Linked DNA regions of Danio rerio: region 2 is linked to region 1. A link is a contact called in public HiChIP or PLAC-seq data. All regions are on one chromosome and are shown on one strand. The core of a region is the stretch at or near the end of the contact, and the rest is flanking DNA. Distances in the headings are between cores, read along the strand shown. Region 1 holds the start of ccdc69 (coiled-coil domain containing 69). Region 2 holds the start of emx3 (empty spiracles homeobox 3).

The links. HiChIP or PLAC-seq counts read pairs in DNA pulled down with a chosen protein or histone mark.
Region 2: a contact with region 1 is called in an H3K4me3 HiChIP or PLAC-seq map of gastrula embryo, with 3 times the contacts expected there. The contact joins the promoter of emx3 here to the promoter of ccdc69 in region 1. A contact is called at or near these places in 1 of 18 Hi-C or Micro-C datasets (embryo) and 1 of 4 datasets of contacts at active chromatin or transcription factors (gastrula embryo).

The regions. Positions count from the first base shown.
Region 1 is chr14:30,521,205-30,528,703 of GRCz12tu, forward strand. It overlaps ccdc69 (coiled-coil domain containing 69), which reads left to right and starts at 1,463. Exons shown (of 9, transcript NM_001423999.1): 1 at 1,463-1,606. The coding sequence starts at 1,559.
Region 2 is chr14:30,650,980-30,657,874 of GRCz12tu, forward strand. emx3 (empty spiracles homeobox 3) reads right to left here and starts at 1,624. Exons shown (of 3, transcript NM_131279.2): 1 at 903-1,624. The coding sequence starts at 1,251. b4galt7 (xylosylprotein beta 1,4-galactosyltransferase, polypeptide 7 (galactosyltransferase I)) reads right to left here. Exons shown (of 6, transcript NM_001003417.1): 6 at 6,534-6,810. The coding sequence ends at 6,655.

The DNA of each region.
Region 1 (7,499 bases), core at 213-2,712:
GTAATGATTTTCAAGTACAGTTCCAATTCCAAGTCTCGTTTAAAAATACAAAATTTAGCTTATATTAAGTATATATACATATAAAAAAAAACTTTCCAATAAATAGGCTTATACAAAAAGTTGAATTAAGGAATTGCAGTTCTTTGATATAAAACCCTGAAATAATATGTTTGTAGCTTAAAGAAAAGTTACCTTTTGGACAATTAAAGAATTTACTTCAGACCAGAAATATTTAACAAAAAGACATTCCAAAAACAAGTGAGCAACAGACTTAGAAAAGTCTCACAGAAAGAGCAAAAGATGTCAATGTCATTTTTGATTTTCTGTAAAAAAAAAATGTTTAACTGGATATAATATATGAATACTTTTAAAAGATATTTCTTTAATTTTATTTCTTTAAAAAGAAATCATGGAGGAGTGACCAAACATGCGATCATTTAATATCATCAAAAGGTTGTTACAATAAGAAATAAAAGAGGGATTTGAGATGGCAATATCTAAAAATAAAGACCAGATTTTATGATTTTTTTTTTTATTTAATTAATTTTTTGTAGAAAAACAAATAGATCCAACAACAGTAGAATCAGGCATATGGGGACATACAGTAATCATTTAATTATCATTATTTCTAAAAAAACAACAACAAAAAAACACAAATCTCAGAGGAGATGGCCTAACAAATAATTAAAAACATTTTTTTAGATATGTGCAGGGCATATCCTAAATTAAGTAGCATTACTGTCAAATAACTGGTTCACTAATATCCCCCATTATTGAAACAGTTATTATAGAATTAAGATTTCCTTTATTACTATTGTTTCAAATTTAAAAAAATGTATGGTGAGAAATTGTGCTCATAAATAAGTTTCCACGCCTGAAGGAATTTCTGATGAAAATGGGAAAGTTTGATAGAAATTTTATTAATTGAGAAATTACACATTAATAGAAAGTCAATGCCTCCTAATTGAGAAAATACATTTTATTAATCCATGGATTACAGTGCAAATAGAAGGTTAATTGTGGAGAAAGCGTTTAAGCCTATTTATTTTTAGGTATTATATTAAGTGAATCACAATCTGTGAAGTTTAAGACACCCTTATATCCTGACCAAAAAGTGCTTATTTAAATGATTCAAGGTTTTATTTAGCATATTTACATTGAGTATTTAAACTACTTTCTCATCTGTCTAAAATAAAATCCCGTTGAAACACCCTTTATAACTTTTATAATTTGAAACACTAATAAAATAATATTCATAAGACATTGTCGATACTAACAAACGAACAATAAAAACCTTTTCCCAAAAGTACACTCGAGGAACCTGCGGCGAACATCGGTTTACGCAGCTGTGCACTGATTCACCTAATCGTTGATGCAAATGTCCAGCCTGCGTTTTGGAGCGCAGCCGTGACTCTGTAGTTCCCGCCCCTCCGCCTCAGTCCCAGCCTATTCGAGCAGATCATGAGGGCTCGCATTTGAACTGCTGCAGGCACCCAAAAACTTAACGTTACTATCACACCGAAGAACACAGGCAGAAAGAGCGGAAAGTCAGAGGAGCATGGGTTGTCACAACAGCAAAGTTTGTGGCCAGGTCTCCAAGAAAAAGGTAGATCGTTTTTAATTACATTTTCATTACCTACCTACATGTTGAAATAATACAAAGTTACAATGAGACTCGCAGCAAAGCCTCCAGCGTTTGAAACCCTGCAAAAACACCACGTGTAAATGTATTTGTATTCAGGGAGCCACACTTGTTTTGTTCTCTCGAATCACTTGTTACTTCCTCCCTAATGCGTTAAGTTAGTCGATGCGAAAGCTCTCCTGTTAGTTTGTCGACTTGTGAAAGTTTTAATTAGAAACAGATGCCGGGTTCAACAGATGAGATCTACTGTTGTTTAAAATGCGCCGCTGACATCCGTTATGACAAATTAAAGGCGTGTTATCCTGCATTTAAGTGTGATCACTAAGAGCTCACTTTTAAAATGTTCCGCATTTCGGTCAAATGACAAATCAGGATGTACGAAGTGATAAAAAGGTGAGATCTTCTGTAAAATGTAGTTTAAAACACGTTTGCCAGGTTATATAAACTCCCAGTGTTCGTGCAGGCTTCACTGAGCGAAAGTTGGATTTATATTTTCACATTCATTCATTTTGAAGTCATTTTGAATGGTTGGTCTGAAATAGCATGTATGACTTCAAAACAACACAAGCACTATTTGGTTGACTGTGAACAAGGATGTGCTTTCATTGTCATTGGCTGGTAATTTGGTTTCCCTGTTTAGAGTTGACAAACAATACTTTTGTGAAATTATATTACTAATGAAAAAATCTGAATTAAACAATAAAGTTGTCACAACCTGTCACGGTTTAAAAAAAGGAACGAAAGTGCCAGTATAAAACCAACTTTACCTCAGTGTTGGCTTCATACATTTTTGCAAGTATTTTAGCCTATATTTGCTTTACACATAGTATTATTTTTAATAAATATTTGCATATTTATACCACCTACACATTTAAAAAGACAGAAGTTAGTTCAATTATTAGTTTTTATTGCAAAGGTGTAAAATGGTTTAATTTAATAATAAATATTGATGTCATTGGACCAACAAGGCATTCACTTAAACCTCAAATTTGTCATTGCATGAGAAAATTCATTCATAAAATACATTCCTTTGGCTATCAAACATGGAGTGCAATGAAATCTGGCTTTGATAGCGACAGGGTCAAGCTTTCATTAGCCCAGATTGCTGAAGGATTTAGATTCACTGGGCTTGGATGTGACACACACACAGGGTCCCTACTGCCCAAGTTTCACACTACAAGTTTTAATGCGACCTATAAACAGACAGAGTTCATTTGGTCCTGTTAATCACATAGCCATGTGTTAGTATACTTGACATGGACAACTGGAGAAGTGTGAAAAGTCTCTGAAGACTAAACAGAGAAAGCCTTCCACTCGCTATTACAGCGTCTGTTGGAGTTGCATCAAAAGCGAATAACCACATGACGGTGAAGTGTAATAAAGCCAAGCCTTCATTAAAGTTCCAGAACATTTGGTTCCCTGCCACAGAGAGCCAGCAAATGCATAATAGACTTGTTGTGGATTAAGCTGTATTATGAGATGGAAGCGGTTCCTGTTCTGGCTTTTTATTCCCAACTAATTGTGAAAAGTAACCTAGTCTACTGAATTGTTTCACAATCTATCTAAAAATGCAGACCTTCAAGCTATGGACAGGATGACATCATTTGCTTTTGGTGCCTTTCAAACTGGAGATTACATCAAGAATAAATGTCGTGTTTTGGTTGGCTCGTGTCCTACACTGACACACAGCCATGCATGTCTTGTCATTTCCCATATAAGCAGTCTCATGTGGCACAGAGAAACGAATCTCACTATTTATTAACCAAGGAAGGTTTGACTATGTTTGACTGACTCCTGTTGTTCTTGACTGAAGCCAACACCCTCAATGAGCAGCTCAACCAAAAATGAAAATTCTGTCATCGCTTGCAAATTTCATGTTGTTGCACAATTCTGGATATACAGCTTCTTTTTTCGACTCTATTCCCCTTGATTCTTAATGCTAAATAAGGACTAAATAAAAATCAAATAATATATTTTCAGGTTGAATGATAATTGCTGCAGTTTATTAAAAATTAATTAATTTAAATTAATTAATTAAATTGTAACAAAATTGCTGGATAAATCAGTGTTTGAACCAACCTCTTGAAAAGATAATTACACAAAAACTGTATATATATTTTTTAAACAGTTGCTTGTCACAACCATCTACTGGCAGTAGACGTGCTATGGTGCTATTATTCAATAATTCCATATATTGCGACAGTGGGTATTCTCTAAGGCTGGGCTGATAAACGATATTATATCGAATCACAATAAAATGTATGTCAATAACAGTGATAAGCTCTGGACTTTTTAAAATCTATATTGGTCTAAGAGCCAATCACACAGCAGAAATATGCAACAATGGGAATGTAAAAGTGTGTTGATATTAGAGATGTATAGAATTTTCAGCTATTATGGTTGTGCCATTTAATGGACCATATCATTTTTGTGGCTTCAGTCATTGTTGGGGTACTCTTTTTAAATCTGGAAGCATTTACTTCTATCGGAATGTATATTGTTATCATTCAATGTGGAAAATAATTATCGAGATTTGCATTTTTTTCCTTATTGCCCATGTCTTGTATTCTCTGTACTTTACTTCTTAAACTGCTTTTACACAAAATATGACTTGACAATGAACGAGCGCAATATTAGTATCGTGAACCTTTCAAAATGTGAACAATTATTATTTAAATGTTTACTGCGCTTTAAGAATATTCAGATTGCATTTGCAGTGGTGTTTATAACAGTGGCATATCCTTTTAGATTTAAAATCATAACATTTTCATATGCTATTCAGGCCTATTATATGCTGAACTATTACTTCTGTGACTATAGGATAAGCATACTGTAGGATGATAACCGGTTTTAAGGTTTACATCGGTTTGGGAAAGTAAAGATTTTAAAACTGCAAAAAAAATTCTGTTATTTTGTTCTTAAGGTATCTGTATTTGTTTTAAATGTGTTTTTTATGTTTTGTAAATAAATCTGTGTTTTTAAAACTAATGAAGAGAGCAGAAGTCAATGATTATTTTAATTATTTAGCCTGACATGTTTACTGTTCCAAAATATTTTAAATGTTTCCTAAAATAAAGTATACTGTGTTCAATGCAGAATTTTATTTTACTTTTTATTCATTTAAAAAGAACACATTTTAGAGCAGTATTCACAATACTGTGAAACCCTGATATTTTTATCCAAGGTAATCATACTATACGAAACTTATACCGGTCCATGCCTACTAGAACAATTGTACATTAACACTGTGCAATAAGGTTCCAATAATTAACATTAGTTAATTTAACCGAACTCAAGGGTTTTTATTCATCTGATGTAGGGTTATGCGATTTGGGAAAAATATTTAATTGCAATTTTTTTACGTGTTTCAATCTGATTTGCGATTTAATTTTGTAATCCAGCTTTAGCTCAGTAATCTGTATCGTTGCTTCTTCCTGCTAAACTGCAGTGAGTGTTAGTTAAAAAAGGAACTGAATAGATATTAACTTACTTAAACATTGATTCAAATTTGATTTTAAATATTCCGAATGAAACACTAATTTTTTTTCTAAAGCCACAAACAAAATGACCTTACCTTTCTGTGAACAAGTTAAAGTTAAATGAGGGAGAAGGTTTAGGTTATTATAAAAATAAAAATAGTTATAATTATAATTATAAAAATGCAGAACACTTCGCAAACAAACATGGCTGAAACAACTCTGAAATTGTACATTGCTGTTGCTTGCTACTAGATTAAATGCTAGTTCGATACTTTCAGTTGACTTTTTAGCAAGACACCCCTTTGGGCGGGGGAAATTAAATAATACATATCATTTTCATATCGCAGCCTCTTACGAATTTAGCTAATCACAATTCAACATTTCAAAACAACAATTGCTTTGTCTGTCTGTCTGTCTGTCTTTCTGAATACATGAATAATTTATTATTATTTATTTGCTTTATTTTTGCACTCAAGATCATTTGTAAAGACATAAGCTTGATGCTATTGGTTTAATAGGTTATTATTGGATGAAAGCATGCCTTGGAATGTCATGATTGACCAACCAGATTTAAGAATTCCAGAGCCATATAATTAATTATAATAAAATCTTAATCATTTTGAAGCCATATGACTTGCATACTGCTGAGGCCATACAACATATTCTTTGTTTGCCCTCAGTATTTGTAGAGCTAAATATTCTGATGTCAAAAACCCGATACTAACTTGATGTAGTAAAGGCAGGCCTTGCTCTCAGAGGAGAGACATTTTGCACTTGTGAGTGTTTGTGTGTAGGCTGTGTGCGTGTGTGTGTGTGTGTGTGTGGGTTATATCTCAGCAGACTTTTGGCACATATGCCTCAAAACGTTAAATCACCTGTGAACTGCTGCAGCCCTGAGCGCCTGTCTTCAAACATTCACACTGGAACGGCACATTCTTTACTCCCTTTGGATACATGAAGTGTTCTTCCTGAATTCCAGTGCTTGTTAAATGTGTGGGGAGAACATGCTAATAAACCCAACAGTAGGCTTAGCTTAGCATTAACTAAAATCTTTATATACTACCAGGCCGTTCAAGTTTGGGGTCAGGAAGATGAGCATAGACTCTGAAGAAATTAGTTCTTTGTTCGGCAAGATGCAGAAGTTTCAGTAAAGATATTTATAATGTTGCAAATTTTTCTATTAAAAAAAGCTATAAGATATATTTCAAGATCTTAGGCTACCCAAACATTTTCAAGTAAGACTGCAAAAAAAGAAAAAAAATGCAGTCATTGTTCAGTTTAAAGGTAAGAAAATATATAAAAATACAATTTCTTTTATTTCAGTTTAGCATTTGTGTGTTACTTTTAATTACAATTCATATTTTAAATGCTGAATGAAATCTATTGTTTGTGGTGTCGCAAAATACATCAATTACAGTCATACTTTTTCATTATTTCAATGATCAGTCTGGATGCAGTCAGGAGTATGAGAATAAACATAAAAAAAGTTTCTTGCTTAAAGGCAATGTTTACATTTTGCATTTTATTTATTAATATTATATGTTGGGCCTGTAATATCATTTTTTATAAGATGTTTTATGTTTCGAGAACATTTCTTTTATATTTCAACACTCTAAATCAAACAGTTGCACAGAAGTTTAACATAAAGTGACGAAAAATAGAAATATATATGATTAAGTACATATTTGAGCATATACTTAATGACAAAAAGAAAGGAACGGAAAATTCCCTTCATGTTGTCAATGTTATCTGATTGAATATATTGTGATGTGCATTAGGGCCGCTCAATACATTGTTTCAGCATCGATATCGCAATGTGCTCATCAACAATAGTCACGCTGCAGGATATGCAATGTGGAGCCTGAATCATAAATGACCAGGAGCTACAGAACACATGTGATTTGTAGTCACTGCTAAGTTTAACCATAGTTAAAAGTTAAAGGGTAGATTGTTTTTAAGACCTGTGAATGTGCATTTTAAGAGAATTTAAACTATTTTGGCAGAAAAAATATGATGTTTGTAGGTGTTACAAGGATTAATTGTATTTAATTGTTTAAAACAATACTAATAAAATAAATAATTTATATGATTTAAGCAAGAAAAAAATCTTCTTACTAAGAATTTTGTCTTCATTCTAGTCCAAATATCAACATTTCAAAGTGAAAACAAGATACCATCCTCATTGGCAGATATGTTAGCTTGTTTTAAGGAAAAACACATAATTTTGACTTCGGAAGGTGAAAATAAAACCATTTTTACTTGATCTAGGTATTTTTAGATATTTGGACTAAAAACAAGACATGGCAAAGGAAGAGCGTTTTTTTTTTTTTTTTTTATGTGATTTTTCATTTTTTTAAATATTGTTAATCTCCCCAGAA
Region 2 (6,895 bases), core at 374-2,873, 130 kb after region 1:
TTATACCGCATTTACCTTTTTAATTACAACGTCGTATAAATGCAGTGGATCTTAAAAAAAACTAATATTCCCAAAATAACATTTAGAAAATCATCATTATTATTATTATTATTATTTAATTTGTAAAATGGCAATTTATCTTTTAATTTTACTAAAATAATCCGAAAACGTTTTATTTAAACACAAAAGCTAATATATAAAGAGTTTATATAAAAACAAAAGGTATTTAGCATCTAGCATATTCTATTCAAATGATCTTAACTAGTCAAACATTGTCAACCTAAATGTGTTACATAAAACGGCGATTATCCTTCAGCCTAATATTTTATTTATGTTTGCCAGGCTATTATTTAGGCTATATTAAAGGAATAGGCCAACGAATGTTTGAAACAAACCGAAAAGAATGATTTGTATAAAACACTTTTCTTATCTTTTATAGCCTAATATAAATGTGTGATCGAAATAAGCGTTATGGCTTAATTTTGTTGACTGCGTACAATTGTTTTGAATTGTTTTATTATTGGTTATTGCGTAAACCAAATTGCGTACACAATCCAATTTAAAGTCAAAAGTTGAAATCTATTTGGACGTCATGATCTTGAGCTAGTTGTTATTTTTATTTTATATTATTTGATTAAAAGCCTGCCTCATGGACAGTTGTGATGTGTATGCAGTGCGACGCGTCATATTTAAAACAATGCTTAAATAAACACTGAAGTGAATGTAAACACATGATAATACTAACTCATTCTTTAAAAATATTCTGTTTTGTTGTAGTTAACACAAATATGTGCTTATGAATTCTATCAACAAGAAAACAGAGTTGTTTTTAACTTCATGGCCTCCACTGGTTTCAACATCCCTGTCACCGACTGAACACAGGTCTTCGCCCGGCTCCTTACCTTGAAACCGGTGTCCCAGATATCTGTTCCTCAGCACCCACGGGTAGAAGTTCAAGGTGTCCCTCTGGTGAGGACTGAAGAAGGGTTGTGTGGGGATCTGGAGGTGGCGCAGAGACAGGCCGGAGTTGGTGGAGTGAGTGGCCGGGTCTGTGAACATCATCTCTGGGCTGCTGCTGTACAGTGTCCTGCCTGAATTCTGGAAGCAGCTGCCAAAGGGGGAAGGATGGATGGACTCAGTAAACCTCAGAGCAGTGGGTCTGATGGGCTCGTCTGCAGCAGCGTTTGACGAATTGGAGTCTTTACCCACAAGAGATTCAATCGTGAAGCACTTCTTATTGTGCTGGAACATTGTGCTGAGTTATTAAAAATATTCAGTTAAATAGAAAAGAAGTCAGGTCACTCTGAACCCGATGATGGAGTGAAGCCAGGATTCTTAAAAAAGTCAAGAAGATAACATTTATATAGTCCCTCTACAATCCATAACTTCAGAAGTCTCCTCTGGCTCCGTTAACTTCGTTGGTTGCAATACACTTCCAATAGCTGCAAATGGACGAGAGAGTTCTGTCAGCAGTTATGTTGAAACTCATTCAGATCTCATTGATGTCCTTGTGTGAGCAGAACTCGTGCACCGTCGGAAACTGTCTCGTATGTGAAGCAGGCATGGGCTCCTCGGATGCAGGTCGCTGCGAGCTCTTCATATGATCGATGATCCGTCAGTTTGTGCGCCAGGGCTTGTCAAGCGCCAACTTCAATACCTGCTCGCGGAGCTCCGGCTGCGAGGTGTGGTGCGCATGCGCAGATCCAAGCGCGACGCACTCGCAGTCAATTACTGCCATTTTGTGTTGTGTAAAGAAATTCTGTGTTTGCTACAAAGAGTTCAACAACATATGAACGGAGGCGTCAAAACAAAAAATGTATGAAGGCTAGACATAAATTTAAAATGAGCCAGACAAACCCTCAAAACTGAGTCTTGATGTCTTAATGAGCTTATTGAGCTAAGAGAAAAACTAAATAACTTGGCCTGCCATTTGATTTAGGCAACATGTTTTTTTAAATGCATTGCGTTATTTATTTAGATATTAAGCTATTTGTTTATATAGTTATTTATTTGTAGTCGAAATCACAAATAGAGTTTTATTAATATCCTAATAATTGTGTAGGCTAGTATAAACGGTCTCACAATTATTAGGCTAACGGTTTACTTTTTCTTTTTACACTGAAATGTTCGGCCTATATATATATATATATATATATATATATATATATATATATATATATATATATATATATATATATATATATATATATATATATATATATAAACACAAATTAAACAATATAAATTTTCTTTACATTTGCTCAATTATGTTGTGTCCCCTTATATAAGAATTAAAACGCTAACATCACAACAACGAATAAAAACCTTAAATCACGAAATTCCTTGTCAGCTAATGATCAAATTACTTAGCCTATTAGGTTACTGTTATATAATTAGGCTATAATAATTATAATTATAATTATTAATATCATAATAATAGCCTAAATTAGTTTTGATTTGTATTGTAATAATAATAATTCGTTAAATTAGCTTTAATGAATCTTTTAAGGAAGAATAGTCTAATAAACAGAAAAAAAGTGTAGGCTAAATGTTAAATGGGTTCACAACAAACAAATGAACTGGTTTAATTAGTTTAAAAGTGCTTTCTTCGGCTGGTCGATCATCATTTTTAACCAATTAAAAACAATTGTAACCGAAACATTTTGTAAGCAATTAGATTGGTTCATTCATTTTTAACAGTTTAACTTGGGGTTTTATTCGTTGTAAAAGCAAAGTAGGCTATTTTGTAAGAAACACAATGAAACCTTGGTTCACCCAAAAGTGAACATTTCCTTTCCATTTGCGCACATTCAAATAAACTTTTATGATTTTTGTTGAACACAAAACAAGAAATTCTGGAAAAACTGCCCCTAACATCCATGGAGGGAAAAAAGGCACAGGTTGTTTTATTACATTAAAAACATCTCTCTTTGTGTTAAACAGAAGAAAAACAAGTTTTGAACAAATGGAGGATTATAATGGCAGAATATAAACAAATGTTAGGGCGAACTATCCCTTTGACGCACACATATCACTCGTTTTTATGAGCAGAAATATCAAGGCAACTGTGAGCTTAAGTATTTTCTGACGGTGTCTTAATGAAGCAGACACAGATCAAGGGGAGCGCGCATTGATCTGGCGGCTTGACATGTCTCGAGTGCCTCTCCTTGTCTCATTTGTCAGTTACAAACGCAATAAGTTGTTGAGAGAGGATGGAGGCTAATGGGGTGGATCAGAGTCTCGGAAACCCTGGACAGATGTCACCCTTTTGAGAAGGAACAATCGCGACTCAGGAGTCCCACAAAAGCCCCCCTGCTCAGGCCTTTCACAATCCACCCAGCGGAAGCCCATGTGAACCACGCAGGGCACAGACCCCATTGAGCCCCAAAGCAGCCCGTCTCCAGCCCTCTTGTGCCTCCCTTCTCGGTCCCTCTGCATATAATTAATAGCTTTCTCTGGCCAATTTTGTCCCCTTTGCCTCAAATACAAATGGCCATTAACATCTATTAATTTTGCCTCTGGCAATTGATTGCAGATTGTTCACAGCTGAAAGGCTATAACAGTTGGAGTTTTTGTGTGCATTCTGGGTGCGAAGGCGAGTTAAAATGTGATTATTGTTCCCCTGCCTGGAATTAACTGGTGTTAAACCCTCTTTGAACACGGAGAAGCCAAGACTGGTTATTTTACTAGTCATTAGCTGACTCAGAGACTTAATGAAATGGATGACCATATTGACTTAATGAACATGATGAAGAAAAAAACAGTTCATTAATTATTCACATAATTATTAAACACATATTCGCTATTAAGGAAAAAAGGGGACGAGGATGACAAACATGAATTAGTAGTAATTGTAAATCTTTACAGATTATGAATTTATCTCAAATTAATTGTTTATAAATATCCACATTAAAACATTTTCTTATGTAAATTCAATTCAATTAGGCTTACGTTTGATAACGCGCAACGTATTGTTATATATATATATATATATATATATATATATATATATATATATATATATATATATATATATATATATATATATATAGACTATATATATAAAGGGTGAACAATTTTAGGTCAATGTGAGCAAACAAATATGCTCACTAAGCACAATAGGCTGTGGCACTGAGGAAAATTAGTGATCAGTTATTTCAGTCAGTTGTTTTCGCTAATAGAGCGTATCACAGGTCTTTTATAAGTTATTGTGGCAGATGTGATGTCCGTCAGTCTTCAGAAACAAGTTACTGAACAAGCAGTCTGGTGGTCCACCTCAATCTTTACTAACATCGCCCTCTAGTGTCAAATGTGTAAACAGATCACATCCATTAACATTTCAAAATCCCACACATATGTATAGCTTAAGTCAGACGATGATCAAAGCCAATGTTTAACAAATAGGAGCCTAATTTGGATTAGTTGTTTTTTTTCACACTGTGGTAAACAACTACACCAGTCTAAATTAGGGGTGCTTAAAAATCAAATATCATTGACAGTCGTGGGCTGAAGGTAAATATACCAAATGTGTCACGTGTGTCTTTTTCTAATTTATTAGAAAACATTACTTTAATTGTATTAGGTAATACAGTATGTTATTTAAAGTGATAACTTTTTGCAATAAAAGCATAATCACAATTATGACACAGTGGAGTTCAATGCTGAATACCGTCAAGCAGAACCTGCCTTTGCCTTCATTTGTCCTCTATCCGTCAGGTGACAGTATGTGCATTGTGCACTATATATGTACACTAAATCTGATTATTTACCCTGTTTATTTGTAACATTGAATTTCAGTTAGCTTTTAACAATAAAACAAACCAACAAAAGGTTACATTAGATTTGAAATGATAATATCTAAAAAAAAAAATCCATCATTCTTCCTCTTTTCTCATATGGGATGGCGGGTCAAATCAAAGCTTACCATGGGACAACTTTGGCCCGCAGGCCCTAGTTTGGGCTTCTTTGGTATAGACGGAAAAGAAAAAAAAAACCTGTAAGGGCTAGTAACAAAGTGAAGCATGCTGCTCTATTTGGAAATACATTTAATTAATAAGTGATCAATAATGGTAATGACTAATTATGCCGGCATTTTGAACAAAAGTATGATTACCATAGTGATATAAAAGTTCTTTGAAAAGTCTTTGCACAGTTACACAACGTCACGCTCTGTCATTGTGCTTGTCAGTCACTGAGAAAGAAAGACAGAATGACTTATTCTGTCTTTAATGTAGTTCATATCACAAAAAAACTGCTGTATAATTATTGATAACATTGTTCAGTTTATAGGCTAACTAGTAGTCTCCAGCTCTTTTTTTTTTTGCACTCCTACATGGTAGTATTTAACAGAATTTTCCCCAAAAACATTTCCGCATAATCCTTCAGAACAGTGTTTCTCGACCATGTTTCAGGGGGAACACAAACACTGCATGTTTTGGATGTCTCCTTTGATTACACACCTATTATAGATCTTTCAGTCTCTGTTAATGAGCCGAATTAGGTGTGTTTGGTTAAGGAGTCATGGAAAATGTGCAAGCTGGTCGTCCCCCAGGAATGTGGTTGAGAAACACTGCTTTTGAAGACTTAAGTGAACGAAAAAAACCCAGCAAAGTCTAATACTGATATTAATATTCATTGGTTTAAGATAAAAGTAAGCAACAGCTCATGAAAAGTCAGCACAGCATTCCTAGACAAATTTTGCAAGTGCTAATGGCATACACACAAACAACACTCCAACAACACAGACATGATCAAAATAAAGTGAATTAAATATAAATTCCTCTGCTGGTGAATGTGAAGCAGTATTAGAAAATGGAGTCAAACTTTATTTTTTGGCAAACATTTGTTTGTGCAGTTGAACAAACATTTGTTGAACATATCATACTTGAAACCGCGTATACTGATTCACAGTTTGTCAGGAATTGGCCAAAATAATAATAATGATAATAATATTAATGTGTCCAAATTTTATTAACATTTGCACTCAGACGTTTTTACTTTTTGGATTCAGCTTCATGCCTCCAGTTCATAAAGTTTCTAGATAATCCTCCGAGTGCTAAAATGTAACAGCACTTCATGCATTTTAAAACATGGCAAGAAAGAATTAGTGAAAACTTGAGTTTTTTTCTATAAATACTGAATAATGTGCAAATACAAAGTACCCTTTAAACCCACTTTATATCTATATATATAAGGTTGTCTTTCTCAACACAATGATTTCAAATTCAAGCAAAAAGATCAGGCTGAGCAAATACTCACAATTGCACTAGGAGAAATGGTCCAAAACAAGCCACGGCTACAGCTAAAAATATTATAAAACTCATCGTTAAAAATCAGACATTTTGATGCTTGCAGTGTCGCTGATGCAAACTCAGTGCTGTACCTGTTAATGGTCCATAATTCTCTTCAAATACGAGGCAAAGCTTCATCGGGGATGAAGTCAAAAACACTTGTCATAGAAAAATAAAGCCTCCTTTTCCACCAGTCACACATTCAAGTCCTTTTGGTTCGACGATCTGTTTTTTTTTTTTTCAAGTGTGACTGGCACTGATAATCTGTGAAAGCTTTCCTTGCACCACAGAAGGAGAATCCGTATCATTCTGGCTTCCCAGGTCCTGTTCAAGCATTAAGTGAATTATGCATTATCAACTATTATTAGCTGAACTGGCACCATGGGGTCTGGTTGAGGTCACACTCCACAAAGGTGTTGATCACAGTACATGGAGCTCCACTGATAGACACTTCTTTTCTGGACTCCACCTTGTAGCGAAGGTTACTCAGGCCACCCTCAGGGTCCACCTTAAACTGCTCCTGCCAAAAGCAGACAGAAGCTGAAACACAGTTGGCCTTGTTTACAACCTAATATCAACATCTGTTTGTCAGTTGCCAGGTGTAA